Regions from separate parts of the Mus musculus genome. Here region 1 is linked to region 2. A link is a contact called in public HiChIP or PLAC-seq data. All regions are on one chromosome and are shown on one strand. Each heading gives the region's core, a stretch centred on a gene start, on an enhancer-like site or on the middle of the called end of the contact. The rest is flanking DNA. Distances are from core to core; before and after follow the strand shown. Region 1 holds the start of Marf1 (meiosis regulator and mRNA stability 1). Region 2 overlaps Bmerb1 (bMERB domain containing 1).

Region 1 (6,168 bases), core at 1,295-3,794, 71 kb before region 2:
CATTCAGCTGTATCTCCAGCCTCCTAGAATTGTTTAAAAGATGAGAAAAAGGGTACAGGAAATCCAAGTGTTTCGATTTTGTACCTAACAAAAGGAGCTTCAGAAGGCTCTTTTTGACTCTTACAATCATGTTCTGTTCCCCTGGGCTACACAAGTAATGCCTCCTGCCCCCTGCCCCCTGCCCCTCTCCTCAGTTTTGTTGGTTGAACTCAATACCTTACCCACTCTAGGTAAATGCTCTACCACTGACCTATACCTTCAGCCCCCTTTTTTCTTTTCTTTTCTTTTTCTTTCTTTCTTTCTTTCTTTTTTTTTTTTTTTTTAGTCAAATTCCTTCTAAGATGCCCAGGCTGGACCTAAGCTCACCCTGTAGCCTGGATAAGCTGAATTTGTAATTTTGTCTCTACCTTTGAAGGAGCTGGGATCAAAGTCCTGGGCTACTGTAGTTGGCTTTGCTCTTTTTTTTTAAAAAAAAATTCTGTTCATTTTGTTTGTAGCTTTTGTGCTGTGACCAAGCTGAGAGTTTGACTTCTCTTCCTTTGATCCTGTCCTCATGGGTGGTAGAGGAGAACTCTGTTTAGTAACTTAGGTCTTTGGGGAGTTGAATCAAATGCAAAGTATCCAGTGAAACACCAATAATAAATCTCTGTTATCTTTGTTTCATAAATGTGAAGATTATTACTGAGCAAAGGAAAAAAAAAGGAAGTTGGTTTTTTTTTTTTTTTTAATGAGACAGGGTCTCTTTGTGCAGTTCTAGTTGCCCTGGAACTGTGCCACTACTTCTGGCAAAAAGTTGAAACCTACTTTTATTAAATAGTAGGTAGTGCTTTTAATTTTGTTGTTGTTGTTGTTTTGTTTTTCGAGACAGGGTTTCTCTGTATAGCCCTGGCTGTCCTGGAACTCACTTTGTAGACCAGGCTGGCCTCGAACTCAGAAATCTGCCTGTCTCTGCCTCCCAAGTGCTGGGATTAAAGGCGTGCGCCGCCACTGCCCGGCTTCTGGCAGACTTTTAAGTATAACTATTTTAAAGTAATAACCAGCTAGGACATTCTATACTGTGCCTACATTTAGATTATATTTTTTTCCTAACTTGTAACAGAAAGCAGCAAAGAGCTAGAAATTTCAGAAATTATCTTTCCCCCTATGGAATCCTGAAAACTCATATTTAAGCCAGGCATGGTTCTAAATAAAGGTTATGCTTTTACTTCTTGAACTTGTAGGCAACCGCAGGCAGATCTCTGAGTTTGAGGCTAGTGTACAGAGAGTTCCAGGGCAACCAGGGCTATCACACAGAGAAACCCTGTCTGGAAAAACAAACAAAAAAACCCAACTCATATTTAGGTCAAGTAAAAGTGAAGCCTTCAAGGCTCAGTGGGGTTGGGGATAGGGGTAGCGAGGATACAGAACAGTTTATCTGTTTAAAACATGAAGTATTTTTGATTTCACAAAGTTCTTATAACTTTAGCATCTTCTTTTTCGTGGCCAACCTGTCATCTGAAAAGTATTGGTTACAAAGCACTAGGTTTATTAAAACAAAACGTTTGCCAGGTGACACAAACTCCTTTAATCCTAGCACTCAGAAAGCAAGGGACTGCAAGTTCGAGTACAGCATAGTCTGCGGGGCAAGTTCCAGGCCAACCCAAGGCTACACAAGTGAGACACTGTCTCTGAAAAGAAAAAATAAAACTGGGTAAGGATATCATGTACTCTTAACTGTTGGTGTCAATATTCAGCAGCAGTCTTTGCATGTACTTGATCAGCACTGAAACTGCTATAGGTAGGGAGGACTTTGCCAAAAGCCCATTTGGCAGGTTTAACTGTTCTTTCTCCACTGGCCACTAGGTTGCGCTAAAAGATGCAGTGCAACGTGCACGATTTAATTTGTAAAAATAAGGGTTATCACGTGACGAGGCAGAGCATTAATACTTTATTTCACATTAATCTTCTCTCCTTAGTCCTCGCTCCCAAGACCTTTTAGAGCGGAACCCTAACAAATCCCATCTGGCAAGCCTTTCCTTGACTCCATCACAAAAGCTCCCTAGTTCTTCGCCTGGAAGATCCGTTCGACATGGCGTCATCAAACCAGTAGTGAGAACTCCTAAACTGGGGTTCCTGCTAAAAAAAATACGCCGCCAGCCCCCTAGGTAAGACCCTATTTTGAGGTTTATCGGGAGGGGACTGAGCCTGACGAGGCTGCAGGGCCGCGAGGCCCCGCCCCCCCCACTTCCCAGCGTGCCCTGCGCGGAGAAATACGCGGAGGCGAGGGCGGGGCGAAAGAAAAGACTGGGCGAGACTCAGGGAGGGGTGGAGCCAGAAAGGGGAAGGGAGGGACGGGGGAATGGGCGGGGCTACTGGAGGAAGCGACTGGGCGGAGTGGGGACGGGCTGGGAATGGGCGGAGAAAGGGAGCGGCCATAGGGGGCGGAGCAGAGGAAGGGTGTGGTATTATGGAGGAAGAGGTGAGGCAGGGAGGCTCGGAGAGAGGGGCGGGGCTAGTAGTAGAGAAGCGTATCGGTTTTGCGACAGGGGCGGGGCGGGGCGGAAGCGGAAGTGGAGGGAGCGCTTGGCGGCGGCGGCGGGAGCTGCGGAGTCGGGAATCAAAATAAAGGGCCTGGGGGGGGTGGGGGGTAGGCGGCGGTGTCGGAATGTGAGCCAAGAAGGAGCTAGTGGCTGAGGTGAGTCCTCTGTCAGTGCCGGGACTCCACTAGGGCGTACCGGATGCTCTGATCAGCAACGTAGCTGGTCTGGAAACGACGCCTTTTCCCCCCTCAGACTGATGCTTCTGGGATTGAAGGACCGGGACTGGGACTTGCCGAAGGGGCCGTGCGAAAAAGTCGCTCTCCAGTGCTCCCCCGGTCTCTTCCGAGGCGTTTAGTCCCAGCTGGCGCTTGTCTTCCTGCTCGCTCCCCGGCCCTCCAGGTGTCAGTAGCAACCTTCGCAGGATGTGCAAAGTTGGAAAGTTGAGAAAAAGGACAGTTGTGTGGCTGAGTCCCTTATTGTTTTTTTGTTTTTGTTTTAATAGCCACTTTGGATGCAGTTTCAGTTTCAGCCACCTCCCCAATTAATTCTAGCACGAACGTGGTGCTTTCTAGTTGCACTAGTATCTTTTGGACTTTCCAGGATCTTTCTGTTTTGCATACAAGGAAATTGTCAGCTAAATGGTCTTTCTTCACCTTCAGTGAGCTCTACATTTGTCCAGGGTCATTTATTGATATTTGTGAGGCACAGTTGAGTTGGAAGGTTGGGATACCGTATATTCACATACAGTCAATATTGTTATGGAATTTATATTCTATTGGAGAAAAAAGAGTCATTTTAGTTAAAAGGTAGAAGACGAGCAAATACATAGGACTGGGAGTTTGTGGCAGGGGGGAGGTCATTTGGGAAATAATTCATCCTCAGGTATCTCTTGTCACCAAACTACAAATAAATAAGTGAGGGGGTTGCTATGATGATTAGACTCACAAGAGATGGGCCTTATGTTTATAAAGATGACATGCCCACAGCAGCACAGATAGGTGGCCTTCAGAACCAACATGCAGGCAGTACAATGTTGCACACTGCATTCTCAGCCACTGTCTAAGTTGCTCAGAAACTGAGTTTCAGAAAGGAAGACTCTCTCACATTAGAACTTCCCCTGACTGATTCGGCTGCTTAAATGGAATTCCTAGGAATATTTGGGAAATTTTTAGGCTGCAGGCCACTAATGTTTTTCCTTATATTTGTTTGAACTGAGTAATCTGTCTATATATGCCTGCCTGCCTGCCTTGTCTATCTGTCTATCTATCGACAGAGTTTCACTGTGTAACCACAGCTGCTTGGAACTTGGCTGCCCTTAAACTTGCAGATATCCTCCTGCCTCTGCCTCCTGAGCTACCACTCCTGGCTCTTTGAGCAATATTGAAGGCACCTTGGTGTAGAAAGAGGTAGGTGAGCCTTTTGACCTGAAGCTAGCTATGAAACTTTATTTTAAACGTTTCTGTTTCTCAGTGAAGTGGTAGATATGGTAGTTCATTTTAGGATTTGGCTTTGAAAGATTTAAGCACGCTGAAATTATGAACACTGTGATTATAACAAGTTCTTATGAATAAGAGTGGAGTGTGTTGGGTGATATAAAACCTGGATTTCTGGATTTTTGTGGGGTTTGTTTTTGTTTGTTTTTGTGTGTGTGTGTGTGGTTTTTTGTTTGTTTGTTTGTTTGTTGTTTGAGACAGGGTTTCTCTGTGTATCATTGGCTGTCCTGGAACTCACTCTAGATCAGGCTGGTCTCAATTTAAACAGATCCACCTGCCTCTGACTCCCCTAGTACTAGGCTTAAGTGCATGCGCCACCATCACCTGGTCCAACCTGGATTTAATTATAAAAACAGGTGTTGTAATGGAAGTAGTGATGGTAAACTGTACTAGGCTAATTCTCTACTTCCTTCATTCAACAAACGATTACTCTGTGATTACCACAGAATGGTCTTGGGCTGAGCACAGGATATAGTGGTGAAAATGGAAGTGCATGCATTTTCTAATTCACTTTTTAAAATGCTGTGTACAGACAAGGAAACAAACTAACAGACTTTTTTCCCCCTTCTCTTTCTTCCCTCTCTACCTCTGTGTCTGGGATTGAACCTAGACCCTTCTGTATGCCACTAAGCTCCATGCATTCCCTGGCCTACAAACAGAAACTTAAATAGTTTCAGCACACTACCCAAAAAGTAAATATATTCAGTTTTACAAGTGGATCATATGGCAAGGACTCAAGTCTCAACTCTAGTTCAACTCAGCCATAGATATTACTTAAGGAGTGTAGCTATGTCCTAATGAAACTTTACAGATACTAAAGTTTAAGTTTCATGTTTAAGAACACTTTCTCAATAATTTAAGAAATTGAAAATATATTCTTAGTTTACAGGCCACTTAAATCCAAGTGTGTCATGCCTCATACCTGTAATCTCAGCATTTGGGAGCCTGAAGCAGGAAGAGTGTTACTTCAGTATTACAGAATCAGATCCTGTCTAAGAAAAACTAGATAGACATACACACACACACACACATGTGTACAGGCAGCAGGCTGACTTTGGCTTGCCGACCATACTTTACTTTGTGTGATCAGTCCGCCCAGACTTGAAATGCATTATGAACCATTCTCCTCTCAGCCTATCATGAAGATATAAAAATCTCAGAAGCATCTTACCAGAGTTATAGTGGAAAGAAATTATCTTTTACATGCACAGATGAAATCTCTGATAAATCATCACTGAATGTGGTTTGTTGTTCCAAGGACTTAGAGATAAGGGTTAGTTGTTGTCGTCATTACTAGCTCTGTCCCTGCTCAGAGTGTGCACTGGCTTTGCCTTTGGTATACTAAGACTCAGAAGAGTGTCTGGGGTAAAGGACATCTGTGGGTTGTGACTGACTTAATTTCTGGATGTTTGGTGATAATGAAAGACTCCGAGAGGAGCCCCTCGCTCAGGCCTCAGGACAATAGCGGACACCCAAGAACTCACGACAGACCGAGCTTGTTGCAAACCACATGAGGCTTTATTCGGGGAAAGCCAGAGCTCTGGGGACGACTCATATCCCACGCAGGGGTAGAGGAGTCGTCCTCGAGGGGAAAGAGTTCCCAGTTTTTATAGGCCCTCAGTGGGGAAAGGAGAAGGGGGAGATTAGGGGATTTCCAGATCTAAACAATGTCTATTCTCAAGAAATGGGTATGGGAGGGGTACAAGGAAAGAGTCTAATGAAGGTGCAGCAATGGGCACACACCTGGTCAGAACATTGGCAGACACACAGGTTCGAGGAGTGGCCAGAGCATTGTGCACCTCTATTTTTCTAAATCAGTGAAGCTAGTTCTGCTAACACTGACGTCTATCTTGCCAATTTCAGGGCTTCTGTGTCCTTTTACATTCTGCCAGGATCTTTCAATAACATTGCTCTTTCATTGTAAACAAACCAAGAAATCAGTTGGTTGGCTTCATTTGTAGAATAGAATCAAAGTCCTCAGAGGTCATTTAGTTTGGCCCTTCTGTGCTTACACTGGGCATAGAGAAAGGTTGATACTGTGGTTGTCCTTTTACTAAGATTAGATGCTATTTACTGGTATCTTTGCTCTCTAAGCAGAACTTACAGAAGAAATACCTGAAAGTTAAGAAAAACTATAGGCTGAGTGTGGTGGCCCA
Region 2 (6,660 bases), core at 1,323-3,822:
TTGTTGGTCATGTTCAGTGTAGACTCCTTCAGAAGCATCTGCTGTCCTCTCCCTCATAGCTACAATAAAAGCCTGTTCCTCAGCCATACATAGGAGTGGTCATGTCCTCATCGTCACTCACTCAGCAATAGGAAATCCAGCTCATCGACTGTACCAGAGATCCTGGCTCTCAATGCCCCTATGTGCTCCAGCTCATCTATTGTACCATGTTCCTATGTACTTGCTTCTTCTTTCACTCCCTCAGCCACGACCATGATCTATCTTCCCTAGACAATGCTATGGCTTCTTGCCTGGTCTCCCTGGCTCATAACTCTTGTCTCATCTGTGACCTTTACTGTCCAGAACAGACAGGATTTCTGTTCTGGTCTATTTGCCCTCTTTTCCCAGCTTGTGACTCTGAGTTCCTCGACCACTCTAAGCATCCAGTGGTTCAACATAGATTGTCACAGAGTTTTTGTTGTAAGTTGGTTGCTTGGTTGGAAATAGGCAGACCTCATTCTCATGAGCCGTCTGCATCAGATTTTCCAAGTCCTAACATTATTAGTATTTACTTATGACCCTGACTATCCTCTTGTATATATTAAATCACTTCCAGGTTGCCTGTAGCCTGGACATGCACAATCGTTCAGTAAGCAGTTGTTGATATGCACCAGCCATGCCCACCAGTACCAAAGTAAAACACCTGCCAAGGCCAAGTTCTTGAAAAAGAAGCTGTGTCTATTAATAATCCTTCCTTAGCACTATCAGACCCCCATGCACACTGTCAATGACATGAAGTCAGAGAGACACATGCCTGAGTCAACAGGTACGATGATAGTCTTAGAATCAACTGAAAGGAGAGGTGCCATAAACAACTGGGAGGACTTCTCTTAATCAGGTTATCTGCAGTGGGAAGACTGATCTTAAATGTGATTGTCACCTTCTGGTTGCAGCATACATCAAAGGTGTAAGAGTAAAGCTCTGTGTTTGCCTATTATTCATCTACCATTTGTGAATTCATCTACTTTACCTTATATTCCTTTGCAGATATTAGAACCAGATTCTTTGGCCTTCCAATATGAACTGCTCAACAGGAATCTGCTAGGCCCTCAGGACCAGACTGGGACTACGAAGGTATCTAGCCTCATAGACTGAGCAGCACTAGGTCCTTAGCCTCTGCAGTATGCAGAGGCCACTGTTGGCCTCCTGAGAGCATATCATGTAAGTCAGTCTAATAAATCCCTTTTAAATTCTATGGGTTCTGTTCACCCAGAAAACCCTGACTTATACAACAGGCGTGTGACTGGTTAGTCCTTTGATAAGCACAAGGCCCATATGCCATGTAACTTAGAGTGTTTGGAGAGGGAAGTCATTTAAGGGAAAGCAATCAGATCATCAGTAATTAATAACTGATAGATGGATGCTTGGCCCCAATATTACAGCCTGTGCCTGCTCTACTCTCCCTCTTTCCACACATGATTAAAATGGCAATAATGACTCTTGAGTCAAAATGATGCCTGGCCTAAAGTGTACATTTACCACCGCGACAGTCACACTTGGCAGCTTTGTCATCCCTTTGCAGTGCTTTGGTGCAGACCCAGGTCTCTGCACACACTAGGAAAGTGTTCTGCCACTCAACTGGTCCCCTCAGCTCTCGTGAGATTGATGGTGAGTATATTCCTCTTCCATTTTCAAAGGAAGAAAAACTCAATCTTGTAAAAAATAAAGAGGCTTGCCTGAGGTCCCAAGGTGGTCCTGCCTGATAGAAACTTGTGTTTATTTTGTTATTGGTTTGAGATATGGTCTCAGTCAGCCCAGGCTGATTTCAGATGTGTGGGTCATTTCCCTGCCTCTGCTTCTCAAGTGCTTAGATTATAGGTGCAGACCACATACCCTGCATGAATTTGTGTTTAAATCCTGGAGCCTCCATTGCCAGACTGAAATCCCATTAGGAAATGAGACAAACCCTCTATTCCCAATCCCAGAGGTACAGAGGACAGATGTGGAGCCCTGGCGGTGGCTGACAGAGGATGTAATCACACATGGTACCTGGGATGGCGACCAAGTTCTGCAGCTCCTGCTTCAGGTCCATGATGTCCTTGCAGAGCTGAATGTCATCCATCCTACAGGGACAAGACACCACATAATAAGTTACCTCAGCAGAACACATCCCAGCACTAGCCTTGTTTAAACACTGGAGGCTAATGAAAGTGAGGGCCATCTTCCAGCTGTTTTTAGATAAGTCTGGGTATTTATCACTTTACTCCTTGCTGTGACAAAAAGTAACTTAAGGGAGAAAAGGAATTGTTTGGGCTCACTGTTCTGGGGACTACAGTCTGCCATTTGAAGGGAGGCAGAGAGGCAGGCAGCTCTGTAGCTATGGGAGTCTGGCAGGTGTTTTTACACAGTCCAGACCCAGAAACAGAGTGCTTGGGCAGGAACCTGGCACGTAGAACCCTTGAGTCCTGCCCCAACAGCTAGCTAGGCCCCACATCCCCAAAATCACATTATAACCTCCCACAACAGTGTCACAGCTCTCTGTGTCTACATGCTAACCACAGAAGCCTGTCAGAGCTCTCTGTGTCTACATGCTAACCACAGAAGCCTGTCACAGCTCTCTGTGTCTACATGTTAACCACAGAAGCCTGGCATTCGGGGTAGTTACATTTAAACCACAAGAGTCTGTGATGACGTTTGCAGAGATTGGCTTATGAGCTGCTGAACTGTCTAGGTGAGAAGTCCTGCCCTCTGTAGCAGAACTAGTCATCTGTAGGTGAGGACAGGAAAGAGGATGCAAAGGAGGAAGTTAAGGTTGTACATATACTTGCTCTGTTGCTATGTGTCTGTCAAAAGGAGAAATTAGGGGTTGTACACTCTCTCCATTGCTATTTGTCTATCTCTGTCTTTCTCTCAATCTCTCTCTCTTTTTCTTTGTCTCCCTCCCTCTGCTCTTAGGCATAACTCCAAAATTTTCACCTCTTAGATTCTGGATTTTGTACCATTGATACCTAGGGCCTGAGGCTTGTGGACAGAATCATCCACGTCCAGGTTCTGAAGCCTCCAGACACAGACAGAGTCATAATACTAACGCCCCCAGTGTAGTGTCCATTCTTGCAGGTTTAAAAGTACGCCGGTTATAAATATCATGTGACATTGTTACAAAATATTTTCACAATTTGTTCTTTTTACTATTTATGCCTTTTAGTTTATAATGATATATAATTCTACTTCAGAATATGTCTTGAAGATGATTCCCTGTTAGTGCATTCAAGTCAACTGATTTTTGTGGCTGCCCAGCATCCTGCTATATTGATATACTCCTCATACTAGGTTTTCTGTGACAAATTCCTAGACATAGAAGCAATATAAACATTTACATTTCAATAGGAATTCACAAACCCCTTCCAGGGCCTATTCAAGGGCTTTCCTACAATTCTGCAATGTATTGTAGTAAGGTGTGTGTTACAAAAAGAAAAAATTAATCCTGGCCTAAGATTTTAGTTCAGTTGATAGCATGCTCTCCTAACATGCACAAAGCCCTGGGTTTGATCCTCAGAACAACATAAAATGGGGGTGTTTGTGAACACGCATGTAATCTCAGAACTGGGATGTTGAGGCAAGAGGATCCGAGTTCGAGGTCAGTCTGGGTCAGATGAGACCATGTCTCAAGAACAATTTGTTTTAAAGTCAATTTGTCATTCTCATAAAAATTATTTTCAGTGGCTACCAGGAACTTCCCCTGCAGATTTCTAGGGTGTGCTCATTGATCATCTAGGTGGATTTTTAGGTTATCTGTGCTACCTGGGTCTCCACGGGGTTAACATAGATTTATGCAAGAATTTTTTTTAATGTGGGAAGATTCTGAGAAGCAGAATCACACTGAGTAAAAATGGCTTAACAGGTCAACGATAGCTGAGGCATCTTCAAGGCAGTTCCCAAAGTATATACAGTTTCAAAATGTGTATATTCACACCTGCATCTTCACTGAGCGTCTGCTGTGCTGGCCTCAGGCCTAAGCTCTGAGAAGTCACTACCAACAAGGCTCAGGCAGCATGAAGTTGACCTTTTGTCAGTACAGATAGATAACCACATGCTCACATATGTAGAAACGTCCCAGGATCTCCTCTTGCTCCTGAACACCAAAATCCACACATGCCCAAGTCTTGAAAATAAGACAGCCTAATGTCTGCATATAATCTCTATACATACTCCTAGGTATTTAAGTCACCTCTAGATAACTTATGATGCCCAATACAGTCAACACAGCCTAGATATTATATAATCAGGAATTATCCTCTCACTTAGGATATAATGACAAAAAGTTAAAAGGGTGGGCCCAGGGGCAGAGCTGGAGAGATGGCTCACTGGATAATAGCATGTACTAATCTTCCAGGGGATTAAACCTTGGGTCCCAAACCTGAATTAGGTGGCTTACAAACACCTATAACTTCAGCTCCATGGGATATGACATCCTTTTCTCACCTCCATGGGTGCCTGCACTCACATTAATAAGTGCATGCACAGACACACAACATAACTTTAAAATTTTAGTCTTATATGTTTATTTTTTGTGAGAAAGAGTCTTGCTATGTAACTCTATCCTGGAACTCACTATGTAGACCAGGCTGGCCCCAAACTTAGAGATCTTCCTGCCTTTTTCTCTCAAGCACTGGAATTATTATTATTTTTTAAATAAGTAAAAGTCTATAAATGCTTTATCTTATTATCATTATTTATTTATTTATTTATTTATTTATTTATTTTTGGTTTTTCGAGACAGGGTTTCTCTGTATAGCCCTGGCTGTCCTGGAACTCACTTTGTAGACCAGGCTGGTCTCGAACTCAGAAATCTGCCTGCCTCTGCCTCCTGAGTGCTGGGATTAAAGGCATGCAACACCACACCCGGGTCTGCATTTTTCTTCTTGAATATTTACAACCTGTTGTCGGTCAAGTCTTTAGGTATGGAAGCCTGAAGTAAGACTGGCTGGCTGTGCTTCTGGACCTCTGAAGAACAGTGTAGCAGATGAAGGGGGTGGGTGTTTTGGGGAAACAGTGTTGGCCCTGACAACCATCCTGGGAAGAGGTAGAAGGACTCAGCTAGACTCCATGTTAGTTAGTACTGGGCCAGTCCAGAGCCTTACTCTCTGGAGTCACTCCATTTACTTGCCTTACCCCCAGCCTTCTCCTTGGCTGATCACAAATGCCCATGTTTTTCCACCCCACCCTTAGCATTTCAGACCCCAGGACCAGGTCAGGGATGCAGGACTTTAGTCTATATCTCTTGTGACCAGAGACATGCCAGCATTTTTCAAGATTTGGCCTAGAACATCCAAGCAGGCTGCCTTGAATGAACCAGGGCTTGCCAGAAGGGCACAGACTGCCTGGCAGTTTGTAACAAGGCCCCAGACCTTAGTAGGCTCCTAGACTTTAGCACAACTGACCCCATAATGGAAGTACCATGAGAGTATCAAACTCATCATGTAGACAGCACCACCTGCCAAAATGCAAAGACTTAGTCCATCAAAGGCCATAGTTCTGGGAAAGTCTTTAACTATAGTAACCTTGCTTTTCATACAACTCTTCGGCAGGTTGTCATGGATGGTATAAGAAATCAGACTGAGTAAGTCACTGGAAGAAACCCTGTAAGCAGGATTCCTACATGATTTCTGCTTCAGCTCCTGCCCTGACTTCCTTAGATGCTGGACTACATGCTGTGAGGCGAAACAAAACCTTTCCTCCAGGTTGCTTTTGGTCTCAGTTTTTATCACAGCAATACGAACCCTAACTAATACATTTGGCAAAGGCAAAATATATGAGAAAGGGAGAGCTGGCCTTGTCTCTTTGCAGGTATGGCATTGGTGAGCTAGCCAGGGCAGTGCCAGAGAGCTCACCTTGGTGGTGTGGGTGCCAGAGAGGGCTGACCAACTTAGCTACTGCCCAGGCCCAAATCCCACCCCAACATCTACCCCATCTATGAACAGCTGGAGTGAGCGAATAGGTCTGTCCTACACATCACAAAGCTGCAGGGCCTCCATGACCCAGGGCAACAACAGGATGTCTGAGAGGAGTCCCTGTGAGGATCCAGTACTGGTAGTGTAGCAGAAGCCAAAGCCCTCAAACCAGACCAATGACTCATTGCAAAGAACATTCCCAAGTAAAGATGTGTGGACAAAAAGGTGTACTGTGGTACACACTGGGACACATTGTAGCTTCCATGATGAGCTTTTTTGGGTTTTGTTGTTGTTGCTTGTTTTTGTTTTTGTTTTTTAATTTTCTTTTGAGAGGGAGGTTGCAAGGGTGGAGGGTGGACACAAGGGGATGGGAGATGAGTGCGGTTGGGGTGCATGATGGGAAATTCACAAAAAATCAGTAAAAAGTTAAAAGAAAGGGACTTTATTTTGATATTACAAAAACACACAATTGTGATATTTTAACTTCTATAAAGATATTTTTTATAATTTTACAAGTAAACCCCCTTGAATATTAAAAAGAAGAGCTTTTAAAAATATTTAGTTTTGAGGAGACTTCTGGTTTCCGTCTGCACCTAGAGATGATCCTCTGCCATACCTACATAATGATGGGAGAGAGCGAGCTTCCCAGGAGTGCAGACAGCTTGTGAGCACAGATAGGACCACCATTGCTGCACAGAGGGACACATGGTGTGCACTCACTGAGAAGTGG

The links. HiChIP or PLAC-seq counts read pairs in DNA pulled down with a chosen protein or histone mark.
Region 1: a contact with region 2 is called in a BATF HiChIP or PLAC-seq map of CD8 T cells, with 11 read pairs. The contact joins the promoter of Marf1 here to the enhancer-like site in region 2. A contact is called at or near these places in 1 of 484 Hi-C or Micro-C datasets (CD8 T cells), 4 of 115 datasets of contacts at active chromatin or transcription factors (CD8 T cells, the HPC-7 cell line, effector CD8 T cells and 1 more) and 1 of 9 other capture datasets (adipose tissue).

Annotation. Positions count from the first base shown.
Region 1 is chr16:14,155,650-14,161,817 of GRCm38.p6, reverse strand. Marf1 (meiosis regulator and mRNA stability 1) reads left to right here and starts at 2,544. Exons shown (of 27, transcript NM_001081154.2): 1 at 2,544-2,674. It overlaps Mir484 (microRNA 484), which reads right to left and starts at 2,192; the gene lies at 2,126-2,192.
Region 2 is chr16:14,084,388-14,091,047 of GRCm38.p6, reverse strand. It overlaps Bmerb1 (bMERB domain containing 1), which reads right to left. Exons shown (of 6, transcript NM_144518.3): 3 at 2,029-2,102. Among named protein-coding and RNA genes, the nearest start is that of Marf1, 72 kb to the left of the region's middle. Within about 2 kb of position 2,572, at least 69 of the 459 cell types and tissues checked have an H3K27ac peak or open chromatin away from gene starts, as enhancers often do. A contact at or near this core is called in CD8 T cells and effector CD8 T cells, where this site is marked.